2 separate regions of the Mus musculus genome follow, and region 2 is linked to region 1. A link is a contact called in public promoter capture Hi-C data. All regions are on one chromosome and are shown on one strand. Each heading gives the region's core, a stretch centred on a gene start, on an enhancer-like site or on the middle of the called end of the contact. The rest is flanking DNA. Distances are from core to core; before and after follow the strand shown.

Region 1 (4,876 bases), core at 1,073-3,572:
CAGGCAGTGCTATTAAATAATTTAATATTTGGTTCCCATAACATTTATTGATAATTGCTATTGTAGTTGTATCACCATTGACCACTAAGTCTTGTTTCTCATTTTATTTGGAATTCAGAAGAACACGGGGCTATCTACTGGGCTCTCTAAAATCCAACAGTTCTCAGGCCTTGAAAAAAAAATTGCAAATTTTTTTGAAGCAGAATCTGTCCTTGCCCTCAGGGGTCTTGTAAGTTCCTAACTTGAAATTTGGCTCTACCAGCATAATATGGGATGGAAGCTTTAAGAGGTAACCAAAGTCTTTGGACTCTGCTAGTAATAAATAGGTGGCCCTCTCTCCTTTATAAAAGAAGGCCCTTTGTCATTGTCACTGTGGCAGTCTCCCAGGGCACATGGACCAGTCTTTGCCTGCCCTAGGCATAGACCACAGGCTCATATCTGGGAGGATGATATGATATGATATGATATGATATATGATCAAGAGATTTGGTTTTCAGCCCAATGTATCAGGCCCAGTGCTATGTTTGGATAGAATTGTGAGCTTAAGGCTGGCTCATTACCCACCTCCCACTGTGTGTGTGTGTTTGCTAGAGGACAGTGTTGTTGCTTATAAGCCACAAGTCTTGGTTTTGTGTTTGTTTTGTTTTTTGAGACAGGGTCCCTCGCTGGCCTGGATCTAGCTCGTCCCTGCCTCTCCAGAGCTGGGAACGCAAGCTTGGGCTTGTGTTTCTGGAGATTAAACTCAAATCTCTCACAGTTAGGAGGCACTTTTTGGACTGAGCCATCTCCTTATCCTACTAGAATCATCTGGATTGTTCTCTCAACTCTGAGGCCTGTGTGTAGGGTTTTTCTTTTATACCATTCTTGATCTTAGAAAACCTGTGGACTAGTGAGACAACCAGTTGTTGTAGTGAGTGGTCAGGCAGGTGTACAAGAGGCAAGAGAAGCAGCCAGGGGAGAGATTTCTTCTCCTGCCTCAGGGGCCAGTGGGGGTTAGCCCTGACCTCTTTAGGGTTAGCATGGTAGACATTTCAAATTGTTTTCAAAAACAAGATGAGGGCTGGAGAGATGACTTAGTGGTTAAGAATATGTATTATTCTTCCCAAGGACCTGAGTTTGATTCCCAGCACTTACCTTGGGTAGTTCACAGCCATCTGTAACTCCTGCTCCTAGGAAAACTGACTCCTCTGGCCTCTGTGGGCACGCTTACATGCATACACCTACCCACACACACAATTTTAAAAATAATAAAAAATCCTAAAAAGACGAATATAAAAATCTGAATACACACACACACACACACACACACACACACACACACACGCACACGCACACGCACACACACACACCATCATCATCGCAATTACTTCTAGTTTTGGACTTAGCATGGTAAATGAAGAGCTTATTTAAATATTTTTCACAAGAATTTCTCACTGTTTTTCCTATCTCCCAAATTGCTACTTTTTTTTTTTTTTTTTTTTTTTTAAAGACTATCAATTTCTTGGCGGTGGTGGCACCAGCTTTTAGTCCTAGCACTTGAGAGGCAGAGGCAGGCGAAGTTTGAGGTCAGCTTGGTCTACAGAGTGAGTTCCAAGGCAGCCAGGGCTGAGCTGCACTGAGGAACCCTGCCTTGAAAAACCAAAAGACTATAAATTTCTCTCTGGTAAGTAGTTTTCAAGGTGACCATGCAGGGACAAGGGTCTTAATAGCTTCGGATGGGGTTGAAGGCCTGTGGTGGAAGTGCTGTGAGCTAGCAGGAAGAGGAGACAGCCAAGGCCAAGCGTGGGGGTGGGGGAGAGTGGGCGAGCGTGTGTGTGTGTGTGTGTGTGTGTGTGTGTGTGTGTGTGCCTAGGAGGGACCTGGTGCAAGCAGGAGACCCCGCCCACATCTGGAGGCCCCAGGCAGGATCCTCTTGGCACTTGGTGTAAAAGGCAGAGGCCCCACTGCTATTTTTTCGGTGAGCGAGCCTGGTGAGGGAGGCTCCCCCGTGCGCCACCTGCAGGCAGGAAGTCCGCAGGACCTAGAGAGGAGACCTACGGGCTTTACGTGAGATATGGGGAGGTCTCTGACATCTCAGGCTCCCTTTCCCTGTCGGTAAAATGACAGCCCCGTTTCATGTTAATCCAAAATGGATTTGTTTGTCAACTGTAAAGTATATTTCACACCATCATGCATTTATTCCACATCATGTGGCATGTTCTGAAGTTGTATAAAACCAGGAAGAAGCCAGGCAGGTCACAAAAATGCAGAACAAAGGGAGGTTCAGACTGAAATCAAATAAGGATGTGGAGAGCTTGTGCCTGTTGTTCTCTCCGGGGCCCCACAGCCTGAGGTTACATGACAGCTGGGCTGTAGTGGTGCCTGCCTTTAGATCCTATCACCTGGGTGGCTCTGGTCTCAAAAACAAAACAAAACAACAACAAACCAACCAACCAACCAAACAAACAAAAAGGAAAAGAAGACCATAGGTTTATGTTAGTTCATGTCGGTGTGACAGTACTTATCTTTTTTTCTCTTCCTCCCTTTATCCTCATCTCCCTTCCTCCAACCCCCCTTCCCTCCCGCCTCCCCTCCCATACTTATCCATTCTGTGACGATCATGATGCTAGCACATTGTGAAGGCTTACCAAACAAACCTTAATAACTGTTCCAACACACATCTGTTAATTTTATGCTTAATCAATTCACTTCACTTAATTCCAACTCAGTTAAATTAAATTTGGTTCAAAAAACAATTTTTGAGCGTTTGTCAGGTGCCAGGGGTCCAAGGACAGCCAAGAAACTGACTTGTCCCGTTAGTGCTTCACTGTGCTGTCATTCCCGCATCTGGCCACTTGGTGGCAGTGTGTCACAGAAAATGCTTATTTGTGGGGCTGGTTGTGTGGCGCCTCCCCCAGGCCTAAGGCTCCGAGATTGTTGCTCCTTGCTTGGATTTGTTTAATACACACTTCCAAATTGAACAGACAGCTGGTATTATAGCCATGCGTGTGCCGTGTATGTGCTTAATTATACTGTGGAATTAAATTCAAAAGGGTGAGAATGTGGTTACATGTGTATGCTTCCAAAGTCTGTGTGGAGTTCACAGCTTTTGCCTGGGGCTCAGTCAGTGACAGGGACGCCACAGAGAAAGCCGAGGGAAGCCTCAAACCCAGCGGCAGGTGGTTATCAGCAGGCAATAGTGAGAATTTGCTTCCCCAGGCCACCTGAGGTTCCCTTTCCCACCGCCTGCTGCCTTGGTTCAGCTGCCCAGCCTCGATTCATTTCCTCTGCTTCAAGACGGCTGGGCCATTAGGGAGCCCAGAATCATGACCTTCGTCTTCACACCTCCCAGGATCTCTGACTTTTCTCTGTCTGCTGAAGTCACCCTGAAAACCTGTACTTGCAATGCAGGGCATGTTCCTCCGGAAAGTCATTCATTTGCTAGTTTCAGCGTTAATGACATCTAGGGATGTTTTTCATAGTGAAATCTCAGGTTCAGGAAAGGCCAATGGGAAAAATCACAATAGCAGAAAGATCTCAAGGTTCTTCCCCACAGCATCGTCAGCAGTCCGGGATGGGGCGGGGGTATTTGTCGGTGCAGGACAGACCCTTGTTGGGCACTCATTGCTTTCCACCAGGCTCTTTCCTTCCCAAGGAACGTCAAAGGGGAATCACTTACAAATTTCTCATTCTCGTTGAGTTGAATTTGCTTCCTGTAGGTTTCAACGGTTGTTCCTTATTCTTTCTTCTAGAGACATACAGGCAGCACCATAGGTCTTGTTAAATTATTGTACAACCTGAGCCTATCTGTCTGAGGAGGGCCAGAGACTCTGCGTCTCTAACAGGCTCCCAGAGAATATTCATGCCCCTACTGGGTCAGGAGCTACACTGTGAAGGTCCTGGAAGAAAATTCTTTGAGGTTTGAAATGGTTCCTGGCCGGGAATTCTGGCATTAGCCGCTAGCTCTGTGACTGTGGAGAACTTATTCACATTCCAGTGTGTGAAATAGAGATTCACATGTTTGGAGAATTCAGTGAAATTGTGACATGTCAGCTCAGAATGCCTTCCAGAGCCTCCCTACGCCGGCTTAAACCACTGCGGCTGACTTTTCTTGCTTAAGAGGAAATCTTGAGGTGAGGGGCTGCTGGCATTGCTTAGCTGCTCCATGATGCAATCAAAGATCCAAGGTACATAGATGCACACATACATATATGTATATATGCATATATATACATACATATACATATTTGTATACACATACACACATTTATTTGTATATACACATATACATACACATATAAATATTTGTACATACATATACACATACATATATTTGTATATACATATATACATAAATATACACATATTTGTATATACATATGCACACATATACATACATAAACACATAATGTTTGTATATACATACATAATACACACATATGTATTGTGTCCCTCATTCCTAGTGTGCTGATTTTTATTCTCAGGCTGTGACCAACCACATAATCAAAGTGACTTTCACAGATCCAAGTAACGGAAGTATTTGTAATGATCAGCTTGGAATTCTTCTTTGTGTCTCTCTGTTTCCTCCTCCTCTTCCTCCTGCTCCTCCTCCTCCTCTTCCTCTCCACCTCCTCCTCTTCCTCCTCCTCCTTCTTTTTGGTACAGTGCTGAAAACTGAACTCAGTACCTCATGCCAGGCAAGGTCTCTTTCACTGAGTCGCATCCTCAGTCAAGGTCTGAGTCTCTATCATGGGAACAAGAACTATGTTCTAGGAATGCCTCTTAACCCACAAGAGACATCCCCTCTCATATCTCAATGGCCAGAGCTGGGTCTTATAACTACGCTTAAGAAATCCTGGTATCGGCCGGGCGGTGGTGGCTCATACCTTTGATCCCA
Region 2 (4,652 bases), core at 600-3,099, 2.3 Mb after region 1:
TCTGGTGTAAGTACTCCTAAGAACATCATGGTTCAACCTCCTCCCTGGTTCATACTTTAATCTCGACTCCACTTTCTATTGTCAATCTGTGCGCATTCCCACCAGTCTCAGTAAACCTTTGAGGAGTAAGGTGACACAGTAGAAACCTGGTTTCCTGCTCCTCACCCATGCTCCTCCTCCTCAGCATACCTGCATGTTCATGTAGCCATCCACGGAGACCAGGTAGCCCTTGTACTCCATGCCCCACTTAAGTTTCACCATCACTGGCTTCCCTGTCAGCCCATTGAGAAAGGGCTTGGGGTTGAGGGGTAGACTCTGTATAAAAACCAAAGGCAGCACTCAATAATTTTTGCTTACCTCAGCTTCCACCACCCACTCTCTACTGAGACACCAGTCAAGACTTTATGACACAGGGTAAACTCCGATCCACCATCACTTTATAATTTGCTGGAGGGTGTCTGAGAGAAATTTAAGTACCCATTTAGCCAACTTCATAGTCCACTGACAGAAACGAAAATATGAATTATGCAATTAAATGTCGAATGACAGATGGGAGTGGGGCAAGTGTGTAACACAATGACAGGGCACTGCCCTAGGATACTTAGGTCACTAGTTCCATTTTGAGCACTGCCGAATGGACAAAAGCCCCAAATACCTACATTATCCAAGCTCTAAAGGAATCAAAATAAAGGTACAGGGTGGTCTCTGCAGACATTAAAAAAAAAAAAAAAGCTCAATATCGTCAGTGAGAGGGCCTCTTAATGCTAAATCAAGAAGTATTATTCCCTTTAAATTCATAACCACCCCCATACTCCATTCCACTCACACACCATCCCAAAGAATCTTGGAGAGCACAGGGTCTAAATGAGTAGCCAATTTACGCTGCCTATAATTTATCATCCACAAACCACTTATCAAGTCATGTACTATTGTGACTTAAAAGAATGCTCCAATGGTCTCTAACTGCACTTGACAGAGCCTCATATTTCCTAGGAGGCGTTAAGGTCCCAGGCTGTATTTTAAAACCATCATTCTTGCAAGCAGCGGTCAATTCTTGTCAATTCCAACTGGTCAAACCTACTTTCTACTTGGAACTCGCGCAAGAAATACTCTTCCACCTGCTCTGTGACCTGGATGTCTGGTTATTTGACACCTTCTGGAGAAGAGCGCTCCTCCACTGCGTTATAACTAGGCAGTGCACCTCTCAGAGCATCCTATCAGCTCCCTGCTTAACAATCACCGCTACTTGTAATTGCTTATTTTGTTGTTATTATTTGACGGCTGCCTACCTCCCACTCCTAAGAAAACGCAGAGTCTACCTTACCACCCCATCTTCCTGGCGCCTAAGATCAGTATTAAATGAGTGGAAGGGTAGCCGGGGTTTTCTGCGCCAGAGGACAATCTGCTAAAATTGTCAACAGCAAGGAATAAATGGCGCACTGCGGAGCGTGCTAGGTAGAAATGGAAAACTCGCTTCGGTTTACCCCTACCCTGTGAGCCCAAACTAGGCTACACCTCAGGCTCCGGGACAAACAACACGCGGAAAGGTGGCTGGGGATCTCGGGGAGGGGAAGGGCTTCCGCGCGCGCGCCGCCAAGGCCTCCGACGTCGGGAGCAGGAGCGAGCGGCCAGCCGCGCGGCGCCTCGTGGGGATGAATGGGAGGCGCAGGGGGCGGCGGGCCCCGCGAGGCCGCCCGTCCTCCAGCCCCCGCGGCGCTCATCGTCCTTACCATCGCGACCACCGGCGAGCGCTGCACCCCGCTAGCCGCCGACTCCGCCGCTGCCCGCCCCTCGTGACCGGAGCGGCTGCCGCTACAACCAAGCGACCCGCGCTAAGAGAAATGGCCGACAAAAGCGGCCTGACCTTTCACCTCACGCCGCGTTGTCTCGGCTTCTGTGATTGGCCACCAAAGACGTGTTTACTGATTGGAGGGGATGGCGGTACTGTTTCCTAGCAACCAGGTAAGCGTGTGTTTGTGTCCACTGCTCAAGTTCGAAGTGGGAACGATTGAGCGACCCCAATGTCTTTGCTTCGGGACAAGGGGAAGCTAAGTGCCCTGGCGAACGGACTTGGTTTCTTTAGCTAAAGAAGGTTTAGTCTGTCCTTCAGCTGAAAGAACGAGATCGGGTTCTGGAGGTCATCCTCCCATAGATCCAGCACTTGGGGAACACCTCTGGCACGGCCCCCCTTTTATGGGACTGTTCTTTATTACAGAATGTCCGTCCACTTGCGGGTTTTTAAAGGAAGCTGGGGTAGCAAGACTACGTGAGTGCTAGTGAAAAGCACTCAAGTGGGGCTTTACAACAGTTGAAACCAGGTCAAGTTAAGTCTCGGATAATGTGGTGGCCTCTTGTCGTTCTGATGTCTAAGCATTCCCAGAACCAGAGGCCAAAGGAGGTCCGTTTACGTGTGTTTGTGAATAGGATGTGGGGAATTATTGACGCTACCACAGGTTAATCGCTCTGATGGAAAGTTATCGATCAGAACCCCGTTTAATTTCCCCATAATCTCAACATTTCAGTATCGCTTCACCTGTGATATGAAACCCGTGTAAAAAGAGTACTTTTTTCTTTTTCGGGAGATCTAACCCTATATGAACCTGAACGGTTTTTTGTTTGTTTGTTTGTTTTGTTTTTTTGGCATGGATTCCCCAAATAACTCGAGATTCGAGATTGGCCCAGGCCTAAGCCTAAAGACTGTCGTTTATATTATTAAAGTATGCCAACACATTCTGGGGGTGTTGGCTCAATGGAGAAGAGCGCTTTTCGCACGTGAAAAGACCTGGGTTCGAATCCCATCCCCACATGGTGGTGACTCACAACCATCCAAAGTTTCATGTGCCGGGGACCCATCTCTCTCTTTTGACTTCTGTGGGTGCCAGGCCCTCCCGCGGTGCACATGCGCACATGCAGACAAAACATGATAAAGAAAATTTTAAAAATGATGCTGCTAATCTCAGATACATTTTGATCAGACCGAAATCTTAGCTCGGATTTTTTTCCCATGGTAATGGAAGAATAATTACTGTTCCTGACACTCAAATATGCTCTACTTATTCAGTCAGCATTGACAAATTTATAAATCTTAAACTCACAATCCTGGGGATACCTAGTCCAACTTCTAATTTAATACTGTAGGTGATGAAATACTGGGAATTAGACTCAGACAGATTCATGTTAGTATTTTTCTCCTTGTATTGAGCTGTCTTCCGTATTCTGCAAAGGACCAAGAGTAAAATGCACAAGGAGAGATACGTAATAAAACCAAGACAGACAGAATATTTGTCTCCCAGGTTATGGGAGAAACCAAAGTTACAAGACTGGGGGATGTACCAGTTACAAGTTTCAAATTTTCTACAATATTTCTACAAGTCCAAGCACCCAGAAGAAGCAGTGTTTCAGGTCCTCTGACCTGTAGTTCCTCAACTTCTAAGCCCCATCATCTTTAGAAAACAGACTCTAAAGCACAGATCTCAACCTGTAGGTCACCACCCCTGGGGGGCAGGGGGGTTGAGTAGCCCTTTCCCAGGGGTCATGTATCAGATATACTGCGTATGAGATATTCATAATAGCAAGATTTCAGCTATGGGGTGAGCAACAAAAATAATTTTATGGCTGGGGGTCTCCACAACATGAGGAACTGTCTTAAAGGGTCACAAGCAATTTGGAAGGTTGAGAACCACTACTCTAAAGAACGATTTAAATGAGAACACTTTATGGGCAGACAGAATCTCGGGGTGGTGAATGAGGCATAAAGACAAGGGAGACGAAGGAGACACATATGCTATAAGGTTTATGGTTTTGAGTCTGTTGGTGTTTCTTCACAGAGACAAAACTAGTTGCATAGTGCTATGTGACCATATCTGCACAGGCTTTGTGGAAATAGGCAGTGGAGAACATCAGAGAGAGAGAGAGAGAGAGAGAGAGAGAGAGAGAGAGAGAGAGAGAGATATTGGGGGGTTTCTTTGCCTGCACATCAGTCCCCTCCTGCCTCCTAATGTCCCCTGGAGAGTTCCCACCTCCTTACTAAGGTGGCAACTCGAAAATCAGATCCCAGTTTAATAGTTTAACAGGAGTGCCTAGATGTGGCAGAAGGAGCCTCTGGGGTCAGGTTCAGGTGGCAGAACTTGAGACCACACTGAATAAGCCGGTCACTGCAGAGGATTCGGGCTGTCCCGTTTGTAACCAAGATCTAGGAGCCAGACAAAACTGAGAAGACCTGAGGTGACACATACTGTGCTTGTATGCAAAGGTCATAGAAAAAGCAGTGTGTGAGGGAGCAGAAGATTTGAAAGAACACCGTTATAAAGTACGTAATAGGACATGAGACTGTCGCTGTGGCTTTTAAACTTTTAAAGCACAGAGCACTTTTTTCTTTTGGCTCCCAGCTTTCAGGATTTCAGTCCACAATCAGCCTGTTTCGTCCCTTTTGGCCTCTGCCGTCAGGCAGAACTTCATGATGCCAAGAGTATATGGTGAAAGACCATCTCATGCCAGCCATGAAGCTGAGAGATATAGACGGTGCTAGGGACAAAATACACTGTTCCAAGGCATGATCTCAAGGATCTAGTTCCTGTACGTAGAGCCCTTGACCAGCATGATCAGCAGCGCCACTTCAAGTAGTAGCTTCCCACACTGGGCCATCTCCCGTG

What was found. Promoter capture Hi-C pulls out the DNA fragments that hold promoters and counts their contacts.
Region 2: a promoter capture Hi-C map of liver shows a contact between it and region 1, with 4 times the contacts expected there. The contact joins the promoter of Snrpf here to the enhancer-like site in region 1. A contact is called at or near these places in 6 of 39 promoter capture datasets (the C10 cell line, hippocampal neurons, liver and 2 more) and 1 of 115 datasets of contacts at active chromatin or transcription factors (large pre-B cells).

What each region holds. Positions count from the first base shown.
Region 1 is chr10:91,268,514-91,273,389 of GRCm38.p6, forward strand. No RefSeq gene overlaps it. Among named protein-coding and RNA genes, the nearest start is that of 4930534H03Rik, 50 kb to the left of the region's middle. Within about 2 kb of position 2,323, at least 110 of the 459 cell types and tissues checked have an H3K27ac peak or open chromatin away from gene starts, as enhancers often do. A contact at or near this core is called in liver and neutrophils, where this site is marked.
Region 2 is chr10:93,587,809-93,592,460 of GRCm38.p6, forward strand. Snrpf (small nuclear ribonucleoprotein polypeptide F) reads right to left here and starts at 1,850. Exons shown (of 4, transcript NM_027246.1): 1 at 1,731-1,850; 2 at 190-315. The coding sequence starts at 1,733. 4933408J17Rik (RIKEN cDNA 4933408J17 gene) reads left to right here and starts at 1,605. Exons shown (of 4, transcript NR_045810.1): 1 at 1,605-1,962.